Regions from separate parts of the Rattus norvegicus genome. Here region 1 is linked to region 2. Evidence: chromatin contacts called from public Hi-C data. All regions are on one chromosome and are shown on one strand. The core of a region is the stretch at or near the end of the contact, and the rest is flanking DNA. Distances in the headings are between cores, read along the strand shown. Region 1 holds the start of Pgm5 (phosphoglucomutase 5). Region 2 overlaps Pgm5 (phosphoglucomutase 5).

Evidence for each region. Hi-C and Micro-C count contacts between places; a contact is called where the count stands out from the background.
Region 1: a Hi-C map of the A7r5 cell line shows a contact between it and region 2, with 4 times the contacts expected there. The contact joins the promoter of Pgm5 here to the enhancer-like site in region 2. A contact is called at or near these places in 5 of 12 Hi-C or Micro-C datasets (the A7r5 cell line, the Rat2 cell line, frontal cortex and 2 more).

Annotation. Positions count from the first base shown.
Region 1 is chr1:231,936,735-231,942,533 of GRCr8, forward strand. It overlaps Pgm5 (phosphoglucomutase 5), which reads right to left and starts at 3,078. Exons shown (of 11, transcript NM_001191953.3): 1 at 2,771-3,078. The coding sequence starts at 3,031.
Region 2 is chr1:231,768,941-231,774,673 of GRCr8, forward strand. The region is part of intron 10 of Pgm5 (phosphoglucomutase 5); the gene reads right to left. Among named protein-coding and RNA genes, the nearest start is that of Tmem252, 28 kb to the left of the region's middle. Within about 2 kb of position 2,196, at least 7 of the 93 cell types and tissues checked have an H3K27ac peak or open chromatin away from gene starts, as enhancers often do. A contact at or near this core is called in the A7r5 cell line, where this site is marked.

The DNA.
Region 1 (5,799 bases), core at 1,828-4,327, 170 kb after region 2:
TATAAATTTTCATATATTTTTTTATTTTTTTATTTTATTTAACTTCATGTACATATTTATGTGGGCGTTGTGTATTGTGAGTGCAGCCATGTACTATCCCAACCACGATTTTTAATTTTTTACACTTGTTTATTATGTACGTATGTGAGTACACACACGTGCGTACAACTACCACAATGTCCACGTGGCAGTCAAAGGTTCTCTGCTGCCACATGGATTCTAGGAATCAAACTCAGATGCAAGAATTGTATATGCTGAGTATCTTTCGGGCTCCATACTCATAACTCTATCCTAGAAATGTTCAAATCCTAAGTTATACATGAGCGTAAGATACATCAGCTTAAAGCTTATGAGCTATAAGTAAATATATATTATATATATTTTATATTATATTTTATATATATATAAAATCTGTTCATCATTTAGAAATGTAATAATCCTGGTCCCCTCCAGCAATTATATTAACAACTACCAAATACAGCTTTTCTTAGAAAACCTCCTTGTAAGATTAATTATCTTAGTCAGTTTTCTATTGCTGTAAAGAGGCATCATGACCACAGCAATTCTTATAAAAGAAAGGGTTGAATTGGGGCCCGGCTTACAGTTTCAGAGGCTTAGTCCATGATCACCGAGGCAGGAAGCATGGAGGCCCACAGGCAGACACGGTGCTGGAGAAGTAGTAAGAATTCCACACCCTGATCCAGAGGCAGCAGATGAGAGACACTGGGACTGGCAGGGGCTTTTGAAACCTCAAAGCTCCACCCCCAGTGACACACTTTCTCCAACAAGCCACACACACCTCCTAATCCTTTTAAAAAGCTCTCCTCCTTGGTGACTAAGCATTCAACTATATGAGCCTATGGGGGCCACTCTTATTCAAACCACCACATTCACTTTTCAATCAAAACCAAACTTTTTCCAGATAGAGGAATGATAGGCCACTCGATGACCAGACTTTCCAGTTCAGAGAGAATACATTCTAGTTTGTTACTTGTGTATCCTGGTTATGAACATCCAGTCAGGAATATATTTTAAAGGCTTTAGAAATGCAGGTCCATCAGCCCTCAGCCTCCTGTAGCCTTAGGTTAGAAGGCAAGTGAGTCTGCATCCATTTTCAGTCACACAAGGACCAATAATGCCACTGTTCTCTAGTCCTGCCAAACCACATCTTCCCTAGAGTCAACCCTCTGACTATTCACCTCAGAACAAGTCTCTTGGAAGGTGAGGAAGAAATGAAGAGGAGACTGATCCAAGCCACTGCTTGAGATGCAAATCAACAACCATCTTCAATAACTATTGTGACCCACAATAAATCCTCTCAGACCCTGACAGAGAGTGTGGAGGAGGGTGAGCAGCGTTACAGTACTCCCAGAGCTCATTATCCTCCATCAATGCCCAGGAATAGCTTTGTCAGACAAGAGGGAAAGAGCATTTGTCAATCTCTCACCAAGCCCAGACTCCAGCCAACATTCATCAACCCCAGGTGAAGAGCCGAAGTTAAATACCAGTCTGGAATCCACTCTAAAGCGTCTGGGACTATTTCCCATGATTGCTTTTGGGATATTAAAAAAACGAAGTAACAACAACAAAAGCCTCACAAAACACCTTTCCCCCTATTCCATTCCTAAAACCCGGAAAAGAGAAAAATCACAGTAGGAAACGTGAAGCATGGACGATTGTAGTGAAGAAACACTAAGGAGAAATGAAAACAGAGGGGGTGGGGTGGGAGTGGGGGAGGGGGAGGGATGGCCAGACTCCACAGGACAGGTAACCTATCGGCTTTCACTTTTAAAGATGTACATCTGCAAGAGATTTCACTCAAGGGAAAGTTCCATGGGTGTAAATCTGATCGCGTTCACCAAGCTCAAGTGACCTTTTGAAACCATATTTCCTACAGATAATTCGGAGACCCCTAAAGTTTGCTAATTACACGTTTTGGTAACTGGATTTAGGGCTAAACAGGGACAAGGTTGGGAGAGCAGAACGTATTTACCATTTACGGAGGTTTGAGGGTAGGGGTGCTTCTCTCTGTAGGGTACGGAAGAGGGAGCAGACAGAAAGAAACTCAAGGTCTGAGAAACCAGGTAGCAGAAAAAAATGCGGAGGTCTTAGGAGAAGGGAGAGGAAGTGAGGATGCGTTAAGAATGCTACTGCGAGTCTCACTTACACCCTTTAGAGAAAGGCCTCCTGGAAACTAGACAGCCCAGGTTGCAAAGCCCTCAAACCATCCAACCCGTCCCCGTCCCAGTCAAAGTCACCACTAAAGAACCACTTGGTTAGAGTGATGCACTGGGGTCCACTCTTGCCAAATAGCACGTGGTTCAATGCTGGAGTGTGTGCGCACAGGTAATTGTTAAATTTGACAGCTACAATTTGGGGAGAGAGAGGATTATGGTAATAATAGTAATAATAATAATAATAATAATAATAATAATAATAATAATAATAATAATAATAATATACCAGGGTGGGAGAGCATGTTGGCAAAAGTCTGTGTAGGGAGGTGGGCAATAAACCGGTTGGAGGAACATGGGAAGCCCAAAGCTGCAAAGCAGAGGAAAATGAAGAGGAAGGGAATACAGCAGAAAGTACAACAGGTGCGGGAGAAGCCTAGGTTCCAGCCCAGGGGCTTTGAGAAGAACAACCCCCCTTTAAGGCCAGTGTCCCAGTGTGTCTAGTGGCTGCCAGTGCACCGGTATGGGAAGCTGGAAAGAGCACAAGGGAGGTGGCTGGGGTGTGGAGACCCGCAAACCTGGCATGAGTCACTCACCCCGTTGGCCGCAGCCATCTGCACCACGATCTCAGTGGCCGTCCTGCTGAAGTACCTGCCATCGCTACCCACCACCATCGTGCAACCCTGCCTGTCGCGCAGGTCAATGGACGACAGCACACTCTGGATGAAGTTGGGCAGGTAGTTGCGCTGGCCCTCAAAGAGTCCTGTGGGCCGCCGCAGCCCGCCGCCACCGGTCGGCCGCTGGTCCTCATAGGGCGCTGTGGGCACGGTCAGCACCGGGATGGGGCTCCCCTCCATGGCGCCGCTGGCCGGTCCTGCCGTGGCTGCGGGAGCCTCGGGGATCTGCCGCCCTCCCGGGCCCCTGAGGTCTGGCCTTGCTCCCGGCTCCGCCTTGCGCCCTCCCCGCCCCTTCCCACCCTCCCGCTGCTACTCTCAGATTGTCCCCTCAACGTCCGGGAGTGGAGTCTGCCTCCACCTTCAGATAGTTTTCTGCAGCCCAGCTCCTTCTGAGAGGATCGCCCAGCTGCCCTCAAAATCCTTTCCCCGGCTCGCCCTGACTTTCCGAGTGTCCCAAAACCAGGCTCTAAGACCACCTCCTATGTCCCCAACCACACCATACACTTGAGTTCAGTGCCGGGGACTCAGCCTTCCAGCTACTCTGGAGGCCCACTCTTCACTAGAAGACAATCTTAAGACTGGAGTCTGAGCTAGCCAGGGGCCTAACCCACAGCCCTCTCTCCCCACACCCTGAGAGTCAGTTTAGTTTCTCTCCCTAGTAAGGACAGAGAGGGAGGTGGAAGGGGGCTAAAACCTTTTGCCATCAGAGAACAGCCCTAGCCAAAAATAACCCTGGAAAGGAGAGCTGAGAATTGTTAGGCTCTGCCAGACATGAAACTGAAGGCTGGGCAGTGTGTGTGTGTGTGTGTGTGTCTGTGTGTGTGTGTGTGTGTCTGTGTGTGTGTGTCTGTGTGTCTGTGTGTGTGTGTCTGTGTGTGTGTGTCTATGTGTGTGTCTGTCTGTCTGTGTGTGTGTCTGTGTGTGTGTCTGTATGTCTGTGTGTGTCTGTGTGTATGTGTCTATGTGTGTGTTTGTGTGTCTGTGAATCTGTGTGTCTGTGTGTATCTGTGTCTCTGTGTGTGTCTGTGTGTGTGTGTCTCTGTGTGTGTCTGTCTGTCTGTGTGTGTGTCTGTGTGTGTGTCTGTATGTCTGTGTGTGTCTGTGTGTGTGTCTGTGTGTGTGTGTCTGTGTGTCTGTGTATCTGTGTGTCTGTGTGTATCTGTGTCTATGTGTGTGTCTGTCTGTCTGTCTGTGTGTGTGTCTGTGTGTGTGTCTGTATGTCTGTGTGTGTCTGTGTATATGTGTCTATGTGTGTGTCTGTGTGTCTGTGTATCTGTGTGTCTGTGTGTATGTGTCTATGTGTGTATCTGTGTCTGTGTGTATCTGTGTCTCTGTGTGTGTCTGTGTGTGTGTGTGTGTGTGTGTCTCTGTGTGTGTACTCAGCAGGAATACTTGTTGTAGGGAATCATATCCTGTCAGCCCCTTTAGTCCCCAGGACCTACCATAGCATCTCTCCGGATGGGAGCTTTTTTTCTTTTCATTGTAATTGCAATAAACATGCATTTTCTTATTCTTGTCCTTCCTACACATCTGCTTAGAAGCTGGCTCCCTTCACACTGCGTCTGTCCACACTACTGAACTCGTTACTGGATAAAGCACCTTCTGCCCACCAGGAATGAAGGAAGGAAACCAACTGAAGCTAAGGTGAGGTACCCCCACCCCCACCCCCACCCCCACTGTGCTTGGCCCTTTTGCCTGAAGCCTTTCATTCCGATCCTCCTCAAACCTAAAACCAGGAAAATCTTCATCTAGAGAGGAGTGAAGAGGGAGGGAATAAAAGGGGGAACAGGACTAAGCTTGGCACACAGCTGTGATCCCAGACCATCTACAGTGCATGGAGAGAGAGAGGTCAAAGCAGACGAAGGCCTCAGCAGCAGCACGGGACTAGAGTGCTTTCTAAGAGTCAAGGCAATGGGAAGGGAGGGACAGGAAGGCAGGCCAGCTTCATAACCACAGCTGGTGACATGTCCTAGTGGGCAGAGATAAAACCCAGTCCTAGTCTCGAGGACTGGATGCCGCTAAACTGAACTCAGACCTTCTATAGAAGGTGAGTGAGGAGAAATGGGACGCTCTCTGGCCTAGAGACGCCTCTCAGCCTTCTCTGAGTCCCAAGAGATCAGCACCATCTGGAAGTCTTGGCGTGAAACAGGAGCACCTGTGTTCCCTTTCTTCTTCTGTAGCTCCTTCCTGTCAAGACAGCACCAACCACCGTCTTTACACCAAGCATAGACCAAACTCAGCAAGGCTGGTGTTTCCCCAGTGAGATCCTGGGGTAAAGCAACTGTTGAAAGCCTTCATCCCCATTCCATGCTTATAGAACCACAGAGCACGTTCGTGCCTTGAAGACACTGGAGGCTCCACCCTAAAGAACCTGCTTTAACTTCAGCGTGGCGTTTCCGAGTCTTATTTAACCTTGGGGTTCATTTCTGAATCACCAATGAACAGATCAAAGATGAGAGCGTTCCACAAGACGTTCTACGTCTCTGGGTCCCTTCCGATTACATCATCCTGCTTTCTTTTTTGAACCATTAACATATTAATCTCATCCACATTCCAATTAGGAGCTTGTCAAAATTATAGGAAAGGCAGCACGTAAAGCTGGCAGGCTCAAAACAGAATCTAGGTGTGTCCCTGCATGCTGGTAATCCCAGCTGCAGGCCGGGCTTCATCGGAAGCCCTAGGAGACAGTGTGAAAAAGATCAGATTCCGTTAGATTAGAACATGAAGAGCTTCAAGGAGACTACTTCATCGAATTTTAAAATGTTCTTACTCTGTGTCTCTTGACGGTTCAATCCGGGACACTGGGAAATCGATCTGTGTCCTTAGGGGTAGGGGTAGTGGGGCCGCTCTTTAGGAATCACTAAATTGAAATGAAATCATTAACTTTACAAAGTCCATAGATTTTGCAACTCAGTTAATTAACAGTAAGTGCTTTTCACACTGGGCCA
Region 2 (5,733 bases), core at 946-3,445:
GGGGGAGTGGACCTGTTTAGATGGGTTCCTTGGAGCAACTCCCATCTGTGTTGTCTGGAAATGGGCGGTCCAGTTCACAGGTCAGCAGGCAGCGGCAGCTCGATCCACTCGCAAACACTTCACAGATGCAGTCCAGTTCAGTCGAGTCGGAATAGCAAACATGAAACAGCAGCAGTGGCACTGCCTAGCAGAGCCAGCCAGGCCTCAGCCTCAGCTCCAGTCCCCCGGAGGGACCTGGAGGGACCCGGAGGGAGGCCAGGAGAAGTTCTCGGCTGTGCCTCTCTCGGCGAAGTAAAGAGCAGAGACCCACAAGTGTTCCACAGCTAGCTCTATAAGCAAGCCAAGTTCAGTCTCCATCACCATCCATCAAGTCCTAGTCTCCATCACCATCCATCGAGTCCTATTTATACTGTCTCCAAACATCACGTGTCCTCCACAGGTCTTGCCTCAGCATGTGCATCTGTCTCAGCTGACATCACTCTGCCAATCAGCGCGAGTCCACAGAAGCAGCAAGAAACTGCAGCACACCACCAGAAGGTTTTTGGTGAGTTTCTCTCTATGGAGTCCCGACAAATGGAACTCGACTATACGATGTCAGGCTGACCAATACATGCTTGCTGTTAGCAAAGAATCCTTTATCACATGTCCTTTTACATGCCCGTTTTAGCAGAACATCCTTTCACCCGTGTCTGCGTCAGGAGAACACTCCTTCACATGTCTGCCCCAGCAAAACACCGTCTGACACAACTGACTTTTCAAAGAGCCCTTAAGTTTCCACTTCAGTCTCATCTAACTTTAATTGCTAAGCCGTGAAGCATGGAGTACACAGGTTCCAGCCAACCAAACAGTGTTGCACATGACAATTTCTACCAATAGATGGGCTCAGTTCTGAGCCTCTCCCATTCCAAACTCCAACCTGAACGTCATTACTCTTTGCTTTCCTTCTTCTCAAGACTTAGGCATTCTGCCATCAAAATACCCCCACCCCCCCGCCTCACCATCACCACCACCACTCTGAGCTCCTCTTAGATTCCAGCATTACTGGGAGGCAAAAAACGAGAACAAGGGACTCCCTGTTGTTTATCTTGCACATGATGTATCGATACGGCACTGGGATGGCAACCATAAAACCAGCCAAGAGTCTAAGGAGAGTCAAGCCAGCTGATCTCTACTCTGGCAGTGGGTGCTGTCACACACTGGTGTACAAGGTAAAGCCTAGTAGGGCCCTCTCCAGCTGCCAGCTGGTTACATCAAGTCCGGGGCTTTCCATCAAAGGTCTCAGCCACTGACCAGTTCCCTGTTAGCATCCACTTTCTGGGATACACTCCTGTTTTTGAACACAGCCAACTATTTACTTGTGCAGCTTTCTATGAAAAGGTGGTGAAATTTTGTTGTGCTGTCTAGCTGGGCAGGACTAAAGATGTTATTAGAAAAGCCAATTGTGCTGACCGAAGTCTGTCTAACCTATCATCTGGCAAGAGGAGCTGTGACTAGTGACCTGTACTTGAATGACCAGCACAAATTCATTCATGCTTTCCGAGGCTGAGTAAACAAGATCCAGCAAGATTTGATGATTTGTAGACGTAAATAGTGCAGGGTTAACCAACAACCAGTTAAACATGGACTTGGGACACAGCAACGCAGGGGCTCAACTTAAACCTGTGTAGAGTTGTATCTTAATTTTAAAAAAGCAGGATAGCACCAGATGGTTATATTTCCTTCACTCCTTTAGAAGCCAGTTCTGCTTTTGTTTTGAACTACATGTGTCAAATGAGAGCATCATGTCTCTCTCTCTCTCTCTTTTTTTTTTTTTAATCTTTAAGATTTCTAAACCTTAAGCTAGCCCAGACCCAAAAGCAAGGTCAATCCCTAACGTTCAACTCTTCCATGTTCTGCTCTTATAGCTCTTTTTTTTTTTTTTTTTTTGGTTCTTTTTTTTCGGAGCTGGGGATCGAACCCAGGGCCTTGCGGCTCTTATAGCTCTTATAACAGATTGGCAACTGGAGATTCTGTCATGAGGTTTGGAAAGAGGGTCTCTTCAGTTTGTACTGCTGTAAAGGAGATGTGGCACGGCCCTGCTGCAGGACTGACAGAGGGGCATGCATAGACAGGGTCAATCCTCTCTTAAGTTCCGGGTAGTGCACAGTGTGGGTGGACAAGGCCATGACACATGCAGTACCCTGAGGAATAGTCTGACCACAAAGGCTGGTTTCAGGAAAGACTCATTGTCATCAAAACTCTAGAGAGCACTGGTGTGTGACACCCTGGGAAACATGAGCCAAACTCCCAGCCCAAAGCAGGTTTGACACGTCCTCAGATTGTTGGTTATCCAAGGAGGCCTCTCAACACCAGGGAAATAACAAACAGAATGACTGAGTTGGAGTCCAGATTTCAAATTCAAGGCCAGAAAAGGGAGGATTTTGGGTCTGATGGTTCGCTTGATTGCATTTTGGTTTTTCTCAGGAAGTAACTCAACTAACCCAGCAGAAATATAACAGAACCTAGACAACAGAGCTGGGAAGATGGCTTTGTGGGTTAATGCTTGCTGTGCAAACACAAGGACCTAACTTTAGATCTCCATCACCCAACATGGACACCCCACACACACACACTCACACACCACAGACAAACAAGATAGTAACATCAACAACAACAACAATAAAATGTACATAACTGTTTTCTTTATTGAAAGATTAATTCTGCTTCAAGTGGGGGATTTGTGAAAGGTGGTCAGTTGTTTTCTACACCACTAGAGGGAAATCTAACCCGCCCAGTAGCTTGAACATGATCTCCTCTCTCTCTCTCTCTCTCTCTCTCTCTCTCTCTCTCTCTCTCTCTCTCTCCCTCCCTCCCTCCCTCCCTCCTTCTCCCTCTCTCTCTGTCTCTCTCTCCCTCCCTCCCTCCTTCTCTCTCCTTCTCTCCCTCTCTCCCTCTCTCCCTTTTCCCTCTCCCTCTCTCTCAGCAGAATTAGCATTTTAAGACTGAAAACATGCTTTGAAGCATTATTTTATCCGATCTCTGCATCCTTGCCCATATTTTAAAATTATTATGTGAATCTTCATGATTATAGAGGTTTCTAGAAAAGCTCAAACTGGCTATGCTAGCTGGGCTGGTGGGAAAGTCACTGTTGAGAAACAGCCCAGACAGTCTATCTGAACCTCTTCCCCTACAGCTCCAGTTTATTTCCTCAAATTTCATATTCATTAACCCTGGCGAACAGCTGGTCATCTGTCGCCACCTCGTATTATTTTTAAATTTCTGAAGATGTCTGGGTCATCTGTCTCTTCCAAGGAAATGAGCTAGCTCCTTAAATTGGCCATAGAGTTTATAGCCCAACTCTTTCGCCATGTGTTTCTTCTCTAAACTCTCTCTGCATCAATTCTCCCTCATGCTCTGGGCCACATTACTGCCACACATACTAAATTCTAAGAAGAAAGGGAAAAATGAAGTCTCTGCTTGTGGATTTATTATATGCTTAACATATGACTCTAAAACCGTGTTCTCACTCTCTTCCTCAGACATACAAATACACATGTATATACATTTGCATCCACACACATTTTCATCACATCTGCTAAGTTAATGCATATTGTGTCATTTTGAAGTCTGTCATGATCCCCGACTCCTACATCATAAGTATCCCTATCTCTAATTCTATCCTTCAGGTTTTCAACTAATAATTCCAGACTATTCATGAGCTATAAAACACAACCGGCATGCATTTAGAACATTATTCTATTCTTTCAATAACATTATAAAAAGCTACTTGTGGCTGATATAAAGTAAGTGGAAGAAATCTCGTCATTTGCCCATATTTCTGTGTCTAAAATGGCGAGAAAAAAAAAAACCATATATGCTTGTGTTCCTGGCATAGATTTAACACTGTTGGGATTTCCTGGGTTATCATATATTTATACTGATTTACTCTACCCACATGCATCTTTATAATCTCATGTATGTTCAGATTGGGAGCTGTCTGACAAGGACACACCCATGCGGTTAGACAGTTAGAATTTGTGACTCCCTGACTCCTAGGATGATCTCAACAATCGAGGGCATTGGCTTTATCGATCAAATTTGAGTAATGAAGCCTCCATGATGCCCCTGAAGAGGGTTGGGAGAACACATGGGAAGGTGGGCACTAGAGCCTCACTGAGCTGTTGTGGAGGGGAAGGGTATTATTAGAGGGAACGGATCCTACTCATTCTCCCCCCGATCCCCATAACTGGCCCTGCACAAGTGTTTCTTGGCCATCCCTGAGCTGTAACTTCTGGAACATACTAGTTACAGTCCACTGGAGCCCTCTCCTGAGGTCAGGTGAGACTGCATTGAATTTTACTGAGTTCGTGGGACCCAGTCGATGATAGAGGCTCAGGGAGTTGATGAATGTAGAACCCCCCGGCTTTGAAGGCAAACTTCTTAATAAAATTGAACTAAACTTCCAGATGCTACATCGAACTCAAGCTCGGGTGAGAAATCTGCACCCCTTTGGACTTAACGATTTGTCTGACATGAAGTCTTTCTTAAAACAAAAGCAATCCAGAAATGGTCCACGGAAAGAAACAACTCCCTTTCAGGGTTTCCACAGTTGGAAAACTGGATGATAATTATGGCATTAACCTGTAGGCCCCGCTTGTCCAAGGATAAGATAGGGGGAATGCTGGGAACTGTAGTTCTTGGGAAATAACAAGCCACATGTTTTCAATCCCCTAAGCAAGTTTGTTGAACCAACCCCGCCAGTTGTGCTTTATCACTGTAGGCTGTAGGCTTGCCTCTGACTGGACCTGATGGAAAATACAGAGGCCTTATAGGGTTGCCTTTCAAAACCCCTGCCAAATGGGACTCAGGCCATTTCCTGGGAACCCGAGAGCATGCCTGACTAGCACCCATCCTCCTGGCCAGTATTTAATTAAAGCTTGCTTCAAATTTGGCACCAAGTTGTGGTAGTGGTCTTATTTCCAGCCAGTGGGGTTAACAATAATCCCACCAGGGGGCAGTGAAGTGAGGGATCACAGAAACAGAGTACTTAAGTATCTAGGATCGATACATTGGCACATTGCTTAACTGATACAGTCAAAAAACCAAGGTTAGAAGCATCTTGGCAAATCTCAAGTCCCGACTCTGGAAACGGAATCTCTAAACGTGGGTCTGTTGTCAACGTTTCTGTAGGTCTTTCCAAGAGGTTCTGATGGCAGTCTGGGCTGAACTTCTCTGACCTAACTCTTCCCTCCTTACCTGTTTCTCAGAAGGCCCCACCCTAAGAAGACATGCAGTTCTACAACAGCATGGCAGTATGTAGGTGGAGTAGCCACACGGCCAGTGGATGACGGCCAATGTCAACATAAGCATTAATAGATACCTTCACTCTCAAAAGAGCCCCAGTCTGGACATCCGCTCCATACACAAAAACATGGCTCTGCACTGTCTATTTCTGAACTATAAATTATTATAAGAACTGTGAGAACAAAACGGTAGGTGTGCTTAGGTTTGACACACGAATTAAACAAAACAAACACAGAAACTCCTGGTGCTTTAGGTACTCTTCTGCTGGGTGCAGATAATCAAAAACACATCCAGTCACTAGTTTCAAGGAAGGTTCAAGAGTATTGGCTCCTTCCCAAGGTTGGAATGGGCTAGGGTGTGGTTACATCTTGATAAGTCCCAAGCTGACCTTCATTCTCTGATTAACCTAGTCCTTCCTAAAGCCATCTTCCTTTTCCCTTTGGCTGTCTT